2 separate regions of the Gossypium hirsutum genome follow, and region 1 is linked to region 2. Evidence: chromatin contacts called from public Hi-C data. All regions are on one chromosome and are shown on one strand. The core of a region is the stretch at or near the end of the contact, and the rest is flanking DNA. Distances in the headings are between cores, read along the strand shown. Region 1 holds the start of LOC121203599 (pentatricopeptide repeat-containing protein At1g61870, mitochondrial). Region 2 holds the start of LOC107891817 (putative receptor-like protein kinase At4g00960).

Region 1 (4,881 bases), core at 1,195-3,694, 150 kb before region 2:
TTAAATTTTATTAGGTTTGAGCTTTTAAGAGCATTAAGGTATTTGGATTTGGGTTTGTAAATGGGTCATGTTATGACCATGGACTATGACCTTAATTGGTTTATTCGGTTTAAAAAGTCAAAACCAAAAACAGACCAAATAAACTAATTAAACTGAACATGAAAACCGATTAAACCGAAACCTGAAAAAAAGAAAAGAGATTATTTTGGTTCGGTTTTTCGGTTTAAATTTTTTTTGCACACCCCTAATTGAAACACAATTTGCTCCAAATAAAAGACTAAAGACCAAATTGAATAAAAGTGTAAAAATTGAGAACTAAAATTGTTATTATACCTTGTATATAAAGGGCCAAGATAAAGCTTCAACTATAGACACTTTTTTTGAAATAGTAGTTCAATCTCTCATCAAGGTAGAGCCTATTTTGCTCCTTTCTGTAAGGTACATGAACCAATTTGCTTTGCAAGAAAAGAGACTAAAATGCAATCCAATATACAGTACAAGGACATGTATGGTAGTTTCACCTTTAAAAAGAGTTGGTTTTGATTAAATCCCCTAACTTTCAAAAGGAAAACGAAAACAATAAAATAGACATTCAACAAAAGCAAAATGCAAGATAGAGAAATCAACCTAATTGATTACCTGAAAATCACCTAATGGGATAAACATGATTCACATATTACGTCGATATAAGATTGTCTTCTCAAGTCTGGCACCCTAATGAGCAGGGCCCAAACTCTGATATTGTCATCCCCTCCCCATATCGTAAATTGTACCAGAAAAAAGAGATTGCTGCCTATAAAGTAACTTTCGAGTACTAGCTCAATAAGTTTCATAGCCTAAACCATCCAATCAAGAATATATCTCAATCAATCTTACTTGTCAAAGTCAAGTTTCATCAATTAATCCAGCATTAGAGCAAAATCAGCAGCACTTCCATCATAAACATCAACTTCATAACAGATTTCATTCAAAAATGGAGATAGCTGTTTACAGTAATGATCCCAGGACATCTAAAATAACTCATAAAACAAGTCTCCATAAGAAGGAAAAAAAGTTATTGTTGGACATAGTTCCACTGCCAAAATAATCCTAGTAAAATATAATATGCCCTTCAATAATTAAGCTAACAAAATGAAAACAATTCATCCTGCATGAGTAAAAAGGCCCTACTTATTTCATTTCCATGCAAAAATGACCTGATTAATTTTAATAACAGACTCTAAGATAGGACACCCTGCTTACCTTCTCTATTGGGGCAAATCCTTTTCAATTTCATCCCATGCATCTGCATTTTTGGAGAACTTCTCCTTAACATTCTTTATAAGTTCCTTTGCTTCCTCAACTTTAGATATGCTAGCAAGTCCTTTCACAAGAGCTTTCATAGTCGAAAAATTCGGAACCCAATTTTTCTCCATACTTTCTTTACAAAACCTCAAAGCGGTCTCAAAGTCCCCACTTTGACACAAGAAATACACCAATGTAAAATAACAATGACTATCAGGCTTCAAACCTTTATTCACCATACTCTTAAACAACCTCTTAGCTTCCTCCAAATTCCCTTCCCTACAAAACCCATAAATCAAATGGTGATATGTAACTGAATTCGGTATTATCCCTTTCGATAGCATCCCATCGAGTAAAGCCTTTGCCTCATTAGATTTCTTCAACATACACAAGCTCCGAATCCTTATATTGTAAGTACTAACCCCAACAGAAACCCCATGTTCCTTCATCAAATTTAACACTTTCCCAACATCTTCATATTTCTCCTCTGCATAAAAACCAGCTAACAAAGTCCCAAAAGTAGTAGCATTTGGTTTAACCCCTTTGCTTTTCATATCAACCAAAATAGAATACACAGAGGACGATGACCCAGACTCACACAAAGCTTTAATTGCAGTATTGTAAGTCTCTAAATCGGGTTCAATGCCATATCTTTTAGGGAATTCCACGAAAATCCTCTTCGCTTCTTTATAATCCTTCGCCAAAATAGCCGCCACGAGCAAAGCATTTAGGGATTTCGTCGAACGGCAATACCCCTTGTTGTAAAATTCGTCAAACGTCGTCAAGGCATGGTTTAGCATCTTGGCTTGACCGTAGAGGATTAAAGAATGGGAAACGAAACGCTCGTGTTGAAAGTCGGGACGTGACCTGAGTTCACGGAGGAAAGTATCGATGGATTGGAAATGGTTACCTTCGGAGAGTTTGGAGATTGCAACGGAGAACGCGATCCGGTCGAGGTGGAAAGTCGGGGAGAGTGAGGCGGCGCGGCAGATATCGAGGATGCGGTCGGGGTTTTGCTCTGATTTTAGGAGGGAGAGGGCGGCGCGTGATTTTTGGTGAGCGCTGAGAGGAGTGGATGAGTCTGGAGAGAGGATAGAGAAGCGGCGAAGGTGGAAAGATGCGGCGGTTGCCGATGTACGGATGCGGGAGAACAACGCCATTGTTTTTGAGGTAATTTAGGGTTTAGGGGTTTTGCTTTAGCCGTAGATCAGTGTCATTTGGAACGGTACACTGAGAAAAGGAGGATCCGGAATGGACCCGACAATGGAATTAATATACTTAGTTTGATTTTAATATTTGCTTAAATTTATTACATAAAATGATAGTAACGTCATCATTAAAAAATTAAAAATCTAAAGAAACTTATAAAAATTTATTAGAATTATTTTTTGTAAAAATGATTTATTACCCAATATTAGAGTATTCAGGTAGTTATGATAGTTAGTAGTTAAGGATGGTAGTTATGGTTGTTAATAATTGTATTATAAATAATGGGGTTTACGTTACTGTAAAGGTATGAAGAAATAACAGTTCTTTCAGTAAAAGTGTACTGTTGTTATTTTTGTTCAGCAGTTTCTTAATATGGTATCAGAGTCATAATATTTTTTTTTGACGATGGATACAGATGATGTTTCCGGTAACGATGGTGGTCATCCTTCTGATCACATGACAATACCTGCAGCTGCTTCGTCTCCTGATCCTGGTTATGCTTCTTCGCGCAAAATTCATCAATTTTCTAAACATGATACGGTGGAACTCAATGCTCATAATTTTCTGTTATGGAAACAGCAAATCTTGCTTATTCTTGAAGGTTATGGCTTGCATGAATTTGTTCTTGGAACGATTCAAGTTCCTTCACAAACTGTTCTTGATAATAATGGTGTTCCTGTTGCTACCCCTGTGTTTGTTTTTCACAAGCAACAAGACAAGTTGTTCACGTCTTGGCTCTTGTCTACTATTTCTGACAATATTCTGGTTCGTCTCACTGGTGCGAGCACAAGTTTTGAGGTTTGGAGTGCTGTCCTCAAGAGGTTTGCTTCTAAATCTTCTTTGACAGTTTTGACATTACGGCATTCTTTATACTCTCAGAAAAAGGGACAGTTAACCATTCAAGAATATCTTGCGAAGGTTCAAAGTCAGTGTGATTCTCTTCTTACTGCTGGTTATGCTATATCTGAGCAAGAACAGGTTACTGTCATTCTTGCTGGTTTGCCAGTAGAATATGAATCCATACGTATCGTTGCATCAGAAATGAATTTTTCCATAGATCGTCTCACTGAAATGTTGACTGATTATGAGACTAGACAGCAAGATCTTGTTTCGAATATGTCTTTGCAGGCTAATGTCGCTCAACATACTGAATCTGGTGGTAATCGTGTTAAGCGCTTTGAGAACAATTCTCGGTCATCATCTAGAGGGGGTAGTTCTAGAGAGTTTCGAGGCCGAGGTCGAGGAAGGAGATTCACACATGCTAAGCCTCAGTGTCAACTTTGTGGCCGGATTGGACATACTGTCTACAAGTGCTACTATCGATTTGATGAGTCCTTTGAGGGCGTGTCTCAGCAGTCCATGCAAGCACATTGTCATCAACTCCAGGAATCTTCTGATTTGTCCAGTACAAATTGTCATTGTTGTAATCATAAAGGTGCTACAGTAACTCCAAGTGGCCTGCAAGCTAATATGGTTTCTACGATTGGGAAGTCGGTTTCCAACAACAATGTCTGGTTTCCTGATTCAGGGGCCACAAATCATATAACTAATGATCTGGATGGTCTATGTGAAGTAGCTTCATATACAGGTAAATAAAAGTTGTTTATGGGAAATGGTCTGTCTGTACCAGTGGCTAATACTGGTTCCTCATCTTTTATTCGGTCCAACAGAGTGTTTCACTTGAAGAATGTTCTTCATGTCCCTCAAATATGCAAGAATCTAATGTCTGTTGCTCAATTTGCTACTGACAACTCTGTGTATTTTGAATTTCATCCTTTTCATTGTTTTGTGAAGGACATCAAGACAGGGGTCATATTACTGGTGGGGCGCATACATAATGGGTTGTATCAGTTCAACCTTTCAGATACTCAGCATCCTGGCGCATCAAAGAATGTCGGTATTCTTGGTACCACAGCTGCAGCATATACAGCACAGTCGGGAATTTCTTCTTCTGGTGATGAAATGTTTGAGCTATGGCATAGGCGCCTTGGACATCCTTGTCATAGGACAGTTACTAAAGTTCTTCAAAATTGTAATATTGATTCAAAGAAATGTAAACTGAGCTCCGTTTGCTCTGCTTGTCAACTTGGAAAGTTACATAAATTTCCTTTTTCTCCCTCAAACACTGTGTATTCAGCTCCCTTTCAACTTGTTGTTTCAGATCTCTGGGGACCTGCCCCTGTAGCTTCTAACGGTAGTCTCTATTACATCTCATTTGTTGATGCTTACTCTCGGTATACTTGGTTGTATTTGATCAGGAATAAGTCTGAAGCTTTGGCCAAGTTTCTTCAGTTTTAAAAACTTGTTGAGGTGCAATTTGGAGGCAAGATACGAGCTCTTCAAACTGACTGGGGAGGAAAGTATCGTCTGTTTCAAAAAATGCTGTGT
Region 2 (5,593 bases), core at 1,056-3,555:
TTACTTTTAGTAAGGGCTTACATGAATAAATATCAAAGTATAGGACTTATTTAGTTATACAAAAACATAAGGGCTTATTTAAACAAAGTGTACTAGTTTAAGGCCTTCTTTAGTACATTAGCCTTTTAGCTCTATAATAGAAAAAACAAAAATCGAATATTGATAACTTAATATCTCTAGAATATTGATTGTAACTTGGTATTGAGTTTCTCCGAAAGTATTTTTAGTTAAAACTAAGGGTTTACATGAATAAAAATAAAAGTTTAGGAGTTATTTAGTTACCAAAAAAAACATAAGAGCCTATTTGAACCAAGTGTACTAGTTTAAGTCTTTTTTAGTATATTAGCTTTTTAGGGTTATATTGTATAGGAATGGATGCTATAGTTGCAGCATCCTCATTTCCTTTGCTTGTCTTGCTGCTCTTATTCTCCTATCTGATTAAGCTAATTAAAATTTTGTTTTACTTGTTTCCAATTCTCAGAAAGGAGGCAGGCTGAATCTGGTCGCATCAGGGAGAAGTATCCAGACAGAGTTCCTGTAAGGATATTTAAGCTGCTATCTTCCCTTTCTGCTGAATAATTTTCGTCCTGCATCACTCTTTTAATATTCTTCTATACTTGCAACCATGCAGGTTATCGTGGAGAAGGCTGAAAGGAGTGACATTCCTGACATTGATAAAAAGAAGTTAGTCACGTTTGACCATATTAAAGTTTAAAATTTCATTTGCTGTCACACTTTTTAGTTGTTTTTATTTTCCTGAGACTGTTATCTAATCTTTGCTATGCATCTAAAGGGTTAAACCACATGGAGGGTCCTTATAGGCTTAGGAGCAAACTAGTCATGCTATAGAAGTGAGCAATCTAGTCTTTGTACATTTAAGAAAATGGGTCGTAAATGCCGGTAGAGTAACATTAAAAAATGCCAACTTGTATTTAAAGTGACGTGAAAGAAAATGAGCAGTTTATTCTGTTTGTCATGCTTTAAAAATGTTTAATTTTGATTTTTCTTTTCGCATTACTTTAAAACACAAGTTGGCAGTTTTTAACTCATTTGAAATTGTCTTTTTTGCTTGAAAGTTAAATGTACAAAGACTAAAGACTAATTCGGTCACCTTTATAGCAGAGACCCTGTCTATAATAGTACAAGGACCTTCTAGTAGTTTTAACTACTTGTAAAGTCTCCTGCTAAGTTGTGCAGGAAGGAAATCGATTCTAACGAAACATCGGTACAGCAATGCTTAACTATTCTTATTCAATCTGTTATTTGCCAAACTTGGTTTCTAGTGAATTGATGTTTTATGTCGTTTATTTGCCCAAGTTAATTTTGGGGGGGGGGGGGTTGGAGAACTGAACAAGATATACGACTTGTTTACCGGTGACTGTATCTGGTTTCTTAATACATATTCTTGTTTGATTATGGATTCAGGTATCTTGTTCCATCTGATTTGACTGTGGTGCAATTCGTTTATGTTGTACGCAAAAGGATTAAGCTTAGTGCGGAGAAAGCTATATTTGTTTTTGTGAAGAACACTCTCCCTCCTACTGGTTAGTGATAATATATACTTTCAAGTGTCATAACATATTACAATTTTGTTGAGAGTGAGGTTGAATTTGGTTCTTTTATTTGGTTGCAGCTGCTTTGATGTCAGCAATTTATGAAGAAAACAAGGATGAAGATGGCTTTCTGTATATGACTTACAGTGGAGAGAACACATTTGGTTCCCCATAACTTCTTTAGCACTACGTTATTATATCTATGTAAATGGCTAAAAGGGAAAGGCGTAAATTCTCAATGGTTCCACTTAGGCTATGGTTTCTGTTCTTGACGATGAACTTGGAATTTTATTTTCTTAATGGAAGAAATTAACTTTATCAATGATTATTAAATTGTATTTTTATATTTTAGTTTAATGTTTTTGAGTACTTGGAATTATTTATATATAAGTTCAGAAATACACATAAAACTACATTATACGAATAATGTTGCACAGAATGTTTTATGTTTTCCTACAACATTTACAGAAGAATCAAATGACATGAGAAAATTAGCCATTGAAATCGATAAAAAATTAGCAATAACAGAGAGGGCTTATGCAGAATGATAACCCCAGCACCAGTATACATTTGAAGCAGGAAATTATTATCCAATCATGGTATCTACTTGTAACTTTAGCGTCAAAAACCATGGATAAAGCTTCTCCAACTAAGTCCACAGTTTGCACGCAGAGAAGACAAAACCAAACAAGTTGGCTTTGTCTTCTTATGGCAGATGATTAGTATATTAGAGCGTATGGTCAAAGGTCACGGAACCAGAACTATTTGCCTGGTAACCTAAGGGAACTTCCTATTTCCTACATGTCTCTGCATGACAATTTTGAAGCCACCATCGACTTTGATTAGCTTATTCCAGATCAATCCAAATCCACGGGACCACAGCCATGTAGTGACTTTCTTAGAAATTTTATGATCAGTTAAGTCTATATCAACCCTAAATCATGAAGTTTGCAAGCAACCGTTGATCATTTTAATTTACTCTGAAAATCATACATAAAGCTTTGAATATCTGCAGGCAAACATGGCAATGGATCTTTCATGGCAGTTTTTGTTCTTTTCTTTAGTTACAGCATTCCATGTTACTGTTACCGTTGCTCAAGAACAGCCTCTACGCCATTTTTGTATAAACAGCACTGGTAACTTCACCAGCAACAGCGCTTACGAGACAAACCTCAATCAACTGCTTTCATCTTTCTCCCTCAACACACCAAATGACAGGGGCTTCTACAATTTTTCATCTGGCCAAGGCTCCACCATAGCTAACGCAGTTGCATTTTGCAGAGGGGATTTGAACTCAAGTGATTGCTTTAACTGCATCAATGACGCATACCGAGAGCTCAGAAATCGCTGCCCTTACCGAATAGAGGCGATTATATGGTATGACTATTGCACGTTCCGCTACACAAATCGCTCCATTTTTGGTGTCAGGGACGTCGACCCTTATTTCTTCATGTGGAATTCAAATAACGTGTCGAATGTAGATGCTTTTAATCAGGCCTTGGGTTCCTTAATGGACAAGCTAAGAGATGCCGTTCAAGTGGGGACTTCCCTTGGAAAGTTTGCGACAGGAAGCATACAAGTCACACCTTTTCAAACAATATATGCGCGTGTTCAATGTAGTAATGATTTGACACAGTATGGTTGCCGATCTTGCTTGTCGCAGGCCATTGTTTATATACCACGTTGCTGCGACAGCAAACAAGGAGGCAGGGTATCTCTGCCTTCTTGTAACTTTAGGTTTGAGATTGTACGCTTCTACAATAGAACTCCTGCTGATATAGACACTAACGATACCACAACAACAGGATATAAGAGTAATTCATCTCGAACTACTATTATCATATCCATCTTGGCTGTTGCTTTTGCTGCACTACTCATATCCAATGTCATCTGCATCATTTTACGGTTTAGGAAGCGAAAGCTGAAACCTCAAAGTAAGTAAAAAGAATCAGTTTATTGTTTTTCATTCTTTTGCAACGTTGTGACTGAATCTACAATTTAATTGTTTTTTTTTCTTTGCTACAATTCTAAAGAGCATGAAGCAACTGAAGAAGGGGATGAAATCGCAACTGCAGACTCCTTACAATATGATTTCAACACCATTAGAGCTGCTACAAATCGCTTTTCTGATGCAGATAAGCTCGGACAAGGTGGATTTGGAGCAGTTTATAAGGTAAGACGTCAAAATACAAAGAAGTGTATTGCACCAAATCTTAAGTTCAATTAGCATATTCATATCTATAATTCATTATGATATCGTGTCAGGGCATACTTGCTGGTGGAAAATTAATAGCAGTGAAAAGGCTGTCTACGGATTCTGGACAAGGAGACCTTGAGTTCAAAAACGAGGTTCAGTTAATGGCCAACCTTCAGCATAGGAACTTGGTTAGGCTCCAAGGTTTTTGCCTTGAAGGAAATGAAAGACTTCTCATCTATGAGTTTGTGCATAATGGAAGTTTGGACAAATTCTTATTTGGTATGATATATCCGTGTATTACTGCATTAGAGATTCGATGTTACAGAGAATTAATTCGGATTTGCACAATTATGGTGATGTAGATCCAGCTAAGCGACCGTATTTGAATTGGGAAATACGATACAAAATCATAAAAGGTGTTGCTCGTGGGCTTCTCTACCTTCATCAAGATTCTCAACTCAGAATTATTCATCGTGATCTCAAAGCTAGCAATATATTGTTGGACGCAGAGATGACTCCTAAAATTGCAGATTTTGGCATGGCAAGATTGTGTCCTGTTGATCAAACACAAGGTGCTACTAGTAGAATTGTCGGGACATAGTAAGTATTACAAAATAATCTTGGCTTTGATTAACATAAATCAAACAATTCAAAATTTGATAAGTCATTGGTTTTTCTTATATTGATTGATCTGTAGCGGATACATGGCACCTGAATATATAATGCATGGTCAATTTTCAGTTAAATCAGATGTTTTTAGTTTTGGTGTACTGGTTTTGGAGATTTTAAATGGTCAAAGGAACAATGCTTTTCAAAATGGGAGCTACATGGAAAATCTTCTAAGCTTTGTAAGTATCCAAATCTTTTGATTCTGAATATTAAGATGCATTAAATGAATGTAGAGTTCATCAATTTGCATGAATTAAACCCTTCAGGCTTGGAGAAATTGGAAGGCCGGGACAGCAATGGACCTTGTAGACCCCAGTTTGAGGGATGGATCAACAAGTGAGGTGATGAGATGCATCCACATAGGGCTGCTTTGTGTTCAAGAAAATGTAGCTCAGAGACCAAACATGGGTTCAGTTGCTCTAATGCTTACTAACTACTCCACCACTCTCCCACTACCCTCAGAACCTGCATTTCTTATGCACAGCAGAACTCAATCGGTGATGCAACAGTCAGAGGACTTAGATTCCGGGGCAACAGCATCAAGTGGATCCAAAAATGATATTGGAGTAGTATCAGAAAATGAGCTTTCCATTAGCGAGACGTATCCAAGATAGCAGTCTCTAGTTGCATTTGTATGCATTTTTATGTCAAAATTCAGCCTCATTATCATTTTTTATTTCTCATTCATACAAAAGGGTATAAAAGCTGAAGCTTCACAACTATCTCTTTCCACCACTCCCATATCAATAAAATGCTCTCTTTGGATTCTTCAACATTTGCAAAGAAAAATCAAGATTAAAATGAAAATAGTTCTTCAATTAACGTTTTAAAAAGCTTGGGAAACATTGAAAGATCCCTACCAATTGGGTTGTACGTGGAATTTCTACTTTTAATTGCTTTTGTACTGTGTAAAGGAGCTAAAAGAAAAAGGTTCTGGATGACATGAACAAATCGATCAAGGCATGCCAAGTCTTGTTTTCAATATGATGAATGTAAAGAATGAGATTAAGGGCCTGAATGGTCATAGTTTATGGAGATACATGATTGAAGTTAATATAGATCGATTCAATGGCTACTCTTCCTTCTAAAGAAAAAATTATTCTCAAGTACCCATATCGGATGGAAGGGGAGAGGTTAATGCATTACTTTTGGTGTATGGGATGATTTTAATGTG

Evidence for each region. Hi-C and Micro-C count contacts between places; a contact is called where the count stands out from the background.
Region 1: a Hi-C map of leaf shows a contact between it and region 2, with 3 times the contacts expected there. The contact joins the promoter of LOC121203599 here to the promoter of LOC107891817 in region 2. A contact is called at or near these places in 14 of 34 Hi-C or Micro-C datasets (anther, callus, hypocotyl and 2 more).

What each region holds. Positions count from the first base shown.
Region 1 is chrD09:33,383,255-33,388,135 of Gossypium_hirsutum_v2.1, reverse strand. It overlaps LOC121203599 (pentatricopeptide repeat-containing protein At1g61870, mitochondrial), which reads right to left and starts at 2,444. Exons shown (of 1, transcript XM_041100364.1): 1 at 940-2,444. The coding sequence starts at 2,444. The coding sequence ends at 1,248.
Region 2 is chrD09:33,236,014-33,241,606 of Gossypium_hirsutum_v2.1, reverse strand. LOC107891817 (putative receptor-like protein kinase At4g00960) reads left to right here and starts at 2,305. Exons shown (of 7, transcript XM_016816738.2): 1 at 2,305-2,469; 2 at 2,569-3,487; 3 at 3,587-3,726; 4 at 3,819-4,029; 5 at 4,113-4,350; 6 at 4,448-4,598; 7 at 4,686-5,187. The coding sequence starts at 2,575. The coding sequence ends at 5,033. LOC107891818 (autophagy-related protein 8C) reads left to right here. Exons shown (of 6, transcript XM_016816739.2): 3 at 482-537; 4 at 632-684; 5 at 1,426-1,544; 6 at 1,634-1,875. The coding sequence ends at 1,728.